2 separate regions of the Callithrix jacchus genome follow, and region 2 is linked to region 1. The links are chromatin contacts, called in public Hi-C maps. All regions are on one chromosome and are shown on one strand. Each heading gives the region's core, a stretch centred on a gene start, on an enhancer-like site or on the middle of the called end of the contact. The rest is flanking DNA. Distances are from core to core; before and after follow the strand shown. Region 1 overlaps DOCK4 (dedicator of cytokinesis 4). Region 2 has its middle 13 kb from the start of LSMEM1.

What was found. A called contact is a pair of places that touch in the nucleus more often than the background predicts.
Region 2: a Hi-C map of skeletal muscle shows a contact between it and region 1, with 7 times the contacts expected there. The contact joins two enhancer-like sites. A contact is called at or near these places in 3 of 3 Hi-C or Micro-C datasets (induced pluripotent stem cells and skeletal muscle).

The regions. Positions count from the first base shown.
Region 1 is chr11:82,285,530-82,289,508 of calJac240_pri, forward strand. DOCK4 (dedicator of cytokinesis 4) reads right to left here. Exons shown (of 51, transcript XM_078343205.1): 40 at 3,838-3,979; 41 at 1,161-1,247. Among named protein-coding and RNA genes, the nearest start is that of IMMP2L, 180 kb to the left of the region's middle. Within about 2 kb of position 2,347, at least 5 of the 16 cell types and tissues checked have an H3K27ac peak or open chromatin away from gene starts, as enhancers often do. A contact at or near this core is called in skeletal muscle, where this site is marked.
Region 2 is chr11:83,025,507-83,029,586 of calJac240_pri, forward strand. No RefSeq gene overlaps it. Among named protein-coding and RNA genes, the nearest start is that of LSMEM1, 13 kb to the left of the region's middle. Within about 2 kb of position 2,470, at least 1 of the 16 cell types and tissues checked has an H3K27ac peak or open chromatin away from gene starts, as enhancers often do. A contact at or near this core is called in skeletal muscle, where this site is marked.

The DNA of each region.
Region 1 (3,979 bases), core at 1,097-3,596:
TAGTTTCAATGCTGAGACATTTCAAGTAGGACAAGCAATTCTTGAAAAACAATTTGGTCAGGAGCTGTTCATTCTTCTGCATTGACAGGATAGGCTTGTGACCTAAATAAGGTATGAATGACATATTTGCACAACTGGCACACTTCCTATCAGAGAACTATGGCAATGAAATGGTGAGACCCTGGCTCAAAAAAAAACATTAATATTTCTGCAGTGAAACAAATGAACATTCACACCAACTGAAATAAAGTTAATACATGGCTATAATAGATGTAGCAAGGGGGGCTGTGAGATTGCAGGGCTGTGGCTGACATCTAGGTGCTGTCAGGGGGAAGAGCAGCATAGAGAGCTGGGTGCGGTCCCACCGTGGAGGTGGCTGCCTTCCACTGCTGCTCTCCACAACTGGGGACTGGAGCTGGGGCCACATGTTACAACCAGAAAGTTCTTGGGAGCGGTGGTTACCAGGTTCTGTAGTGGCATCCACCGCTCTACTGCTGCTGCTCCACCCAGGACGGCCCAGTGAGACTAATACGCTGCCCTCCTTTCTACTGGGAACTGTAACAACACGGACTTACTGTGCATCGGGCACTGTGCAGAGACTTGACATTAGCCTTCTCCTGCCTGTAAGAGCCATGGCTAGAAAAGATCAGTGTAACTGGCTTTGGAATCAGAAAGATCTGGGTTGGAGTTTCTCTTCAACATCTTGCTATGTGATCTCTGGCAAAGGCTTTTGACCTCTTGTCAAAAATTGCTAAAACAGGAACAAGAATGTGTACCTCACAGCCCTGATAGAATGATTAAATAAGATAAGGCAGTTACTATTAGCACTGGTCTGACACAGTAAGCACTGAAGGTCACACAGCTATAGTAATTAGGAGAGCTGGAATTCCAAGTCTTCTAACTCAAGGGCCTGAGTGGTTTTCTTTTAACATGTAGCAAATCGAGTAGTTTCAAGGAATCCCTCCATCTGGTTGCATTAGGACAATATTAATGTTTACCTTCTCAGCCTTGGCAATAGTGGTCAATACCATCAACACGCACTATTTTACTATGAGTGCTGCCAGGGAATCTGGGTCAAAGGAGAAGTAATGAACATATAGCACAACTCTACGTGAACAACTGTGATGAGAAAGTACTTGAGCATAAGCTCTGATCCTTACCACTTCACGCTTTTCCACTTCAAACCAGCGAGAAATGCCAGGTAAACTCTGCACCAAGTATAATGACGTTCTCTCCACCCAGAGACTCTACAAAACACAAAACAAATTAGGTCCTGCTTATTCCTGTCAGCCTTTTAGTCTTCATTCAAGCACTCACGAAACTACACAGTGAGATATTGCTGAAGCTTATTTTAATAATTCCACTGTATATCATCAAACTTTATTTCCAAGTGAACTAAATGGGCTCCTACTTCAAACAGCAAGCTTAAAAATACAAGAATACGCTATTATGTTATTTTCTTCACTATTTCTCCAAAATTCGAATGTAAACTCTCTTCACTCCTTAACATCTAGCCATTTATATCTAGAAGGGCCAGTCAGACAGTGTATAAGCCAGTTAATGTAAGATGAGAAGAACAGCGTCCTAAGGGAAGAAAAGACTTTAGGAACCAGATGGCAGGATCTGTCTTAAACATGAAGACACCAGGTCCCAAGGCAGCAATGTGACTTGCTCAAAAGCTACATTCTAACTACCAATAGAGCCACCACTAGAACCCAGCCACTAGGATCTCTGACTCTTCCACTCTTGCTAAATCTACTGTGCCACATTTTCTTGGGATTCTTTGGACTGCTGTTAATAGAGGCAAATCTGTACTAAAGCCAGGGTGAGCAACCCCAGGACATGTGAAACCACGCCGCCTTTGGTACAAGCTGCTGTTGATGACAGGCTTCTTTTTTGTCAACCAGGTTTTAGTATCTACGCCTCATCATTCTTATTTAAACCAAGCATATTCCCAAGAGGATAATACAATTTACAAAATTTCTGAAATAGTGCCAGTTACTCAAACCGCAACAAAAAAGGAAGAGTTTCTCTGGGCCAGCCAAGCTGTGCTGAGATGAATAGGGTAGGGATCCTGTGACAAGAGCTCGCAGTGTTCTGGTGGTGACAGGGAGGTAAGCAGATGAATAAGAGCTCAGAGTGAAGAGAAAGGGATGTTCAAAGCTCTGGGGGCCAACAGAGGAGGATGCAGGCACACACGCCAGCCTGGGGGAGGAGGACAGCAGTTCTCAGAGGGGGCGACACGTGAGCTGCATTCTGAGGAGTGAGTAGGAGTTTGCCAGGAGGAGAGAGGGGGTGGCAGCCCTGGCAGGAGAAGCGGCTTGCAAAAGGGCGTGGCAGGAGAGGAAGAGAGGAGGCTGAGAGGGAGGAGGGGTGAGTGGGTTGTGGCGGAGACGAGGCTTCTGGAGGGGCACTTTGGAGCCAGATTCTGAGGGCTATAAATCTGGGGTCAGGTTTATTATTATTGTATTTTTAGGGGGATTGCTGCACCACGGATACCCATTTAAAGTGACAGCCACAGGGAAATGTGGTGTGGTGAAAAAAAAAAAAGGAGTTGGAAAATGTGTTTTAGGATTGAAGCTACTGGTAATTAGAAGGTAACTTTCGACAAATCAGTTGCCTGATTTCAGTGGATTTTTGACTATGTTTTCACTAAAAGCAACTGCAAGGAGAACTGAGTCATAAACTAGCTATATCCTTAACTGATTTTGCAAGGCAAAAAGAAAAATGTAAGTTTCCAGAAAAAAAACAAGAAAATGATCACGCATCTTTTTAATGCTATGCCATTGCTGTCTTCCAGTGGCCCCCTTGCCTTGACGTTTAGCCATCCAATCTCCGCGCACAAGGGACTGCTCTACATTCAATCCCGTCTTAACTCTGAAAAGCTTCCCCTTCTGATCTCCTCTTGGTGGTGAATAATAATTCCTGGAAATACTTCTGGGAGTACTGGAAACTGACACAGGCAAAGCCGACCAAGTGAGCAAATATGAGACAATTGTGTTAGGAGCACATTTCCTAGCTTAAGTGGAGAACATCTGTGATGAAAAATGCTAAGCCAATTAATTCACTCACAAAAATAAGCTAATGTTGCCTTCTTTGTTCTGGTGTGAAATACTAACTGGAGGGTCTCAGTATGTCATTGTTTGCAAAGAAAGGAGCAGCCTCTATTTTATCTGCTGAACAGTCTTGCCCCTTTTCTGCAGTGGGGCTATGAGAAACCTTGTCCCTTTCTGGCTGAGAGGGTACTGAAGTAGGATGGCGTTTTGCAACTACTGAGAACAGAGAACTCAACACACACAAAGAACCCAAGATTTGCCTTTACCCAGAGTCCTGAGAAGTCTGAATTACACACTGTTCTAACAAGAACAAGCAGCAAAATATGGCACATAACTTACCCACTGTACCAGCAGTCTACCCAACTGTTCTCTCTTCAGGAACTCTTTTTCTCTGTTCATTAAGTATTCTTTATTCGTTGAACTTTATGCGAAAATAAACATCTTAAGGTTCCCACAACTAGTTGGACATAATGAATGACTGACTTCAACCATAAGTTCTCAAATACTGCTCTGAGAACCACCAGCATTAGAATTTTATTTTAGGACCTCCTCCCAGACCTACTGAGTCAGAATTCCTGAGCTGGGCACCAGAAATCTGCCTGGTTAGGGAGCACTCCATGTCACTGATACACAGTGGAGTTGCAGAACCAGTAGACTTAATGATTCATATAGTCCCTTCTGTTACTTGACACTAGTCTGGGTAAATATTTACCAAGGGTCACGCCCCAAGAGGTTCGCAGTCTATCTGAGGAGTTGGCATGTTATAAGAGTGGCATGGTACCTTGAATTCATTCTCTTTATCTTTTGTGCCTTTGTGAAAAGGTCTGTCATAGCGGAATTTCCAGATGTGATTCACTTTATAGAAACTTTTGATGTTGTCCGGAACACCCTCTCTCTGCAGGACCTCCTGGCTCTCCGGAATG
Region 2 (4,080 bases), core at 1,220-3,719, 740 kb after region 1:
CCCAAGTACTCAATAAATGTTAATTATTATAATAATCATTATTATTATTAAAAGTAGTGGGTGTGGCATAGTAGAAATACTCAGCTACATTTAAACCTCTATTGGTGGGGCTAAGGGCCAAACATTTTTTCTGTGGCACAGTTTAAGCTGATAACCACACTGATCTCTTCTGACCAAGGTTGAGGGGGTGAGAGTCTTTTAGCAAAATAACTTGTTAAGTTACCGTATAAGAGGCTATCAGATAAGCAGGAGGGTTTTTTGTTTTCCAAGTGATCTAGTCTGAAGAACATAAGGATCCACATTCACTTACCTGCAATGGAGCCAGGAACCTGTCTGCCCTGGGCTAAGGGCTTGACCCACAGGGTGCACTGGGAGGAGGGAGTGGGACACTAATGGTAAGGCCCAGGAGGAGCAAAAGGAATAGAAGGGACAGCCAAACCAAGACACGTATTGATAGGAAAAGAAAAGACAGTTTTGCACCATTCTTTGGACTTTGGTGGTGTTCACAAGAGTCTGAGAGAGAGATGATTGTTCTAGTAACAGACTTTATCTGCATGCCCTTCCTGATATTGCCAGCCATTATGAGAGGATCACATAGAGGATCTCATAGACCATTATGAGAGGAGTCTTCTGACTCCAGGTCCAATGCCATGTACTTAGTATTCTGCCATGAGGACCCTGGAAGAACTTTCCTGTAGTCCCACAAATTGTTCTGTCTTGGTAACCACCTCTAGGCGGGCCTGGAACCAGCCTTGCATAACATGCACTGCTGTGATACCTGGAGGCTGTTGGGGTTTGGGGCTACCTCGAACTAGGAGGGCCTGGCTTCTAGTAAGGCCACTGAGCTGCAACTTAAGGGTACAGGGTACTTATCACTCAGGAATAGACCAGGGTCATCTGGCCAGGACTCTGTCAATGAGCACCAATCTCCAAACCAAGAACAAAGCAACAAGGAGATATGAAAATAACACAAAACAACTGATTTGTTCTTGGTAACAATAGCCTGGGGAAAAGGGAAGAATCTCAGTGTGCATGCCATTTGGACTAACTGAGGTATCTTGGAATATATTTTGCAAACCATCATGTTATAACCAATTTTTATTGCTTAGAAAGAAAACTGTAATGGAAACAAGTTCTCCTTGAGTCAGGGCATAAAAATAATTTTATTCCAGCTTAACATAATGACCCTATTTATATTCAGGAGAGAAGGATAAGCAAAAGAGATCGATCATCAGAAAAGACTGGTAATCTATCACCTCTGTGAATGAGTTTGCCCCGAAGAAGCTGTGAAAAGGAGAGAGAGCCCTAGAACTCTGAACTATTGTTCCACAGAGCCAGGAAGTATATTTTTTTTAAGGAAAAATAAAAATGGTCTTATTAGAATCTGTGCTGCCACTTATCTGGTGAAGATGAATACTTCTCAGTACATGTTTGTTTACATAGGTAAAACATTACTGAAATATAATTCTACTTTTTATGAGGATGAAAATGATTTTTTTAAAAAGCAGTGAGAAAAAAACGCAGAACAAAATTCCATTTAATAAATAGGTACTAGGCATATACACTTTGCTCAGCAGTTGGGACCATTGTGTGCTGCCCTGTGCTGGACACTGTGAAGGGTCTCAGAGGCGCCGAAGGCATGGTCCCTTCAAAGAGGCTTATGATCTGGTCATGCAAATAAGCCATGTACAGGCAATCAGCAATGATCTGTAATCATGAATAAGAAATAGCGATTCCTCAGTGTGCCCATCCTAGCATCCCTTAAGAGGCTAGAAAAACCCTGATTCTTGGACTGTGGCCTCGGCTATTCTGACTTAGCAGGCGTGGGGTGGGACTAGAAATTCCTGTTATGAAATGCTGCTGTGATGATTCTGGTGCTCAGTTGGGTGGCTGGACAAATAACGGATTTGGAGTAAACTTGGATTCTGATTCTGGTTCTATGCACGAATAACAGTGTGGCTTTGATCATGCTGCTTAATTCCCCTGACTTTCAGCATTTTCTTCTGTATCATGGGAGGGTGTTGCTGCTGGTGAGAATAGGGGAATTGACAAAAAGCCCTTCAGTCTCTGTGTTGTTTATAAGTCACTAAAAAATTAAATGAACTTAAATTGTATATTAAAGAGTGAGGCCATTCTGTAGATATTATTTTGAATGTTTAGGCATCATTAGTAATCTCTTGTCCAAGAACCCCCAAATGTGTTCAGAAGTACATACCTGTGTCACTTCCTCCCTCACCCATTTTTATTTTCTCTTTATTTCCATCCCATTCCTGTACCTCTGGTCCCACATGTCTTGACCTCCTCAACTGCATGGAGCTTAGGATCCAGTTTATGGAGCTATTGAGGGCTATTTTGATACCAGGTATGAGCAAGCACCTGGGAACCCTGAAGGGTGAGAAACCTGAGGAGAGCCCAGACAAGGGGCTTGCTCCACGTACTGCCTCAAGAGAGCCTGAGAAGATCTTGTTGAGAAAAGCAGTGCTGCTCGGGGCTTTGCCTAAGGGAGTGGCTACACATTATACTCACCCCCACTTGATCCTACACACATCAATTACATCAGTCCTGTCATTCTGAGTGGGAGTTTCTGTCTGGAGTCTTCTTCTGAGGACATTTTCTAGACCTGTGATAGGAGAAGATGGACATTCCTGTGATAGGAGAAGACGGTCAGATGTTCTTTATTTGATCTAACTGTATTCATGACTTAGAAACTACTCTTCAGATTTAGTGGGATAAAAATGTAATCAACCATTATTAAAATATTCAATAGTCAGTCGAAATCAATGACAGTCATGCACCATGAACTGAGACAGGTGATTGATTTATTCCTCAGGAGCTGAGGAGCAAAACCAAGTGTTCAAGTGAGCAGAGATAGGCTGTTATGTAGCACAGCGCAACTCCTAAAACGGAGAAGAATAAAATGTGTTTCAAATTTAGCTGAGTTTTCTGTCTTTGCAAAAGAGTCAATTTGGAGAAAACTTGTGTTATCCTTGAATTTCCCTCACCACTTAAGGAAAATCAAAAAATGTCACATAATTGGTCAGAAAGAAATTCAAGGAAACATTTACCTCTGTTTAATTTCTTCTTTTACCCTTTTTTCCCCTTCAAGATTGGTATTGCCAATAACATAGCTGGGAATTCTTCTGTAGACATTTTCTTTTTGGCCAGCAATGTGGGGAGTAGGATGTGAAGGCAGATAAGAACAGAGAAAGCCGACATGGCATGAAATATAGAGCCCACCTGCAAGGTGGCAGTGTTTGAAGTTTTCTCAGATGGAGGCAGGCATAAGATAGTTCATGTCTTTCCAAATAGATAAAGAAAGAATGATCTGTGACAAATGCAGACCTGAATTTAGAGAGTCGTGATCTTAATTCTTCTTCATTTCTTGGCCTCATCTGTTCCCTTTTAAATTTTGAAACTTGATTTGTTTTTCATGCATGGCTCCCCAAAGAAATGAGTTGTAACAAGCTTATTTCATTAGGAACATTCTTGCTGAATGCGTAGTGCCGCTGCCACAGAGCATTTATTGTTTAATGAAGAAATGGAGCAGACCAACAATTGAAAACCAGTTAATAATTCAATTATGGCTTCTCCAATGCTAAAAATGTCTAATTTGTCATTCCAAAAAATGATTTTCAACATTGCCAGAATCAGACTAAATTAGAATTCTGCTCTGTGTCCCCTTCCCAAACCTAGCAAATTTCTTTAATATTCATAAGTCAGGGTCAACTTCTGAATTACTGTAAACTTATGTAGAGGCTCAAAAACAGTTTTTTTTATAGACTTGGAAAAACACTGATGAAAAAGACATGAAGCAGCCTTTGACATTGAATCTGGAACATTTTAAAAAAAACCTTTGGTAGAGATGTTAGAAAACCCAGGTTCTTTCCATATTACTTGGTAGAGTCACAAAAGAAATCTTTTAAAATTATTTTCCCACCAACTCGATACAACTCACTCTTCTTTTGAGCCTAGAACTTCATTTGACCCTCTTAGATTTTGCCTTGTGATTGTGCATTTGTGTTGTACCCTTTGTTTGACTCTCGTCTGGGCATCCCCAGCGTATTAGTATATTGCTCAATA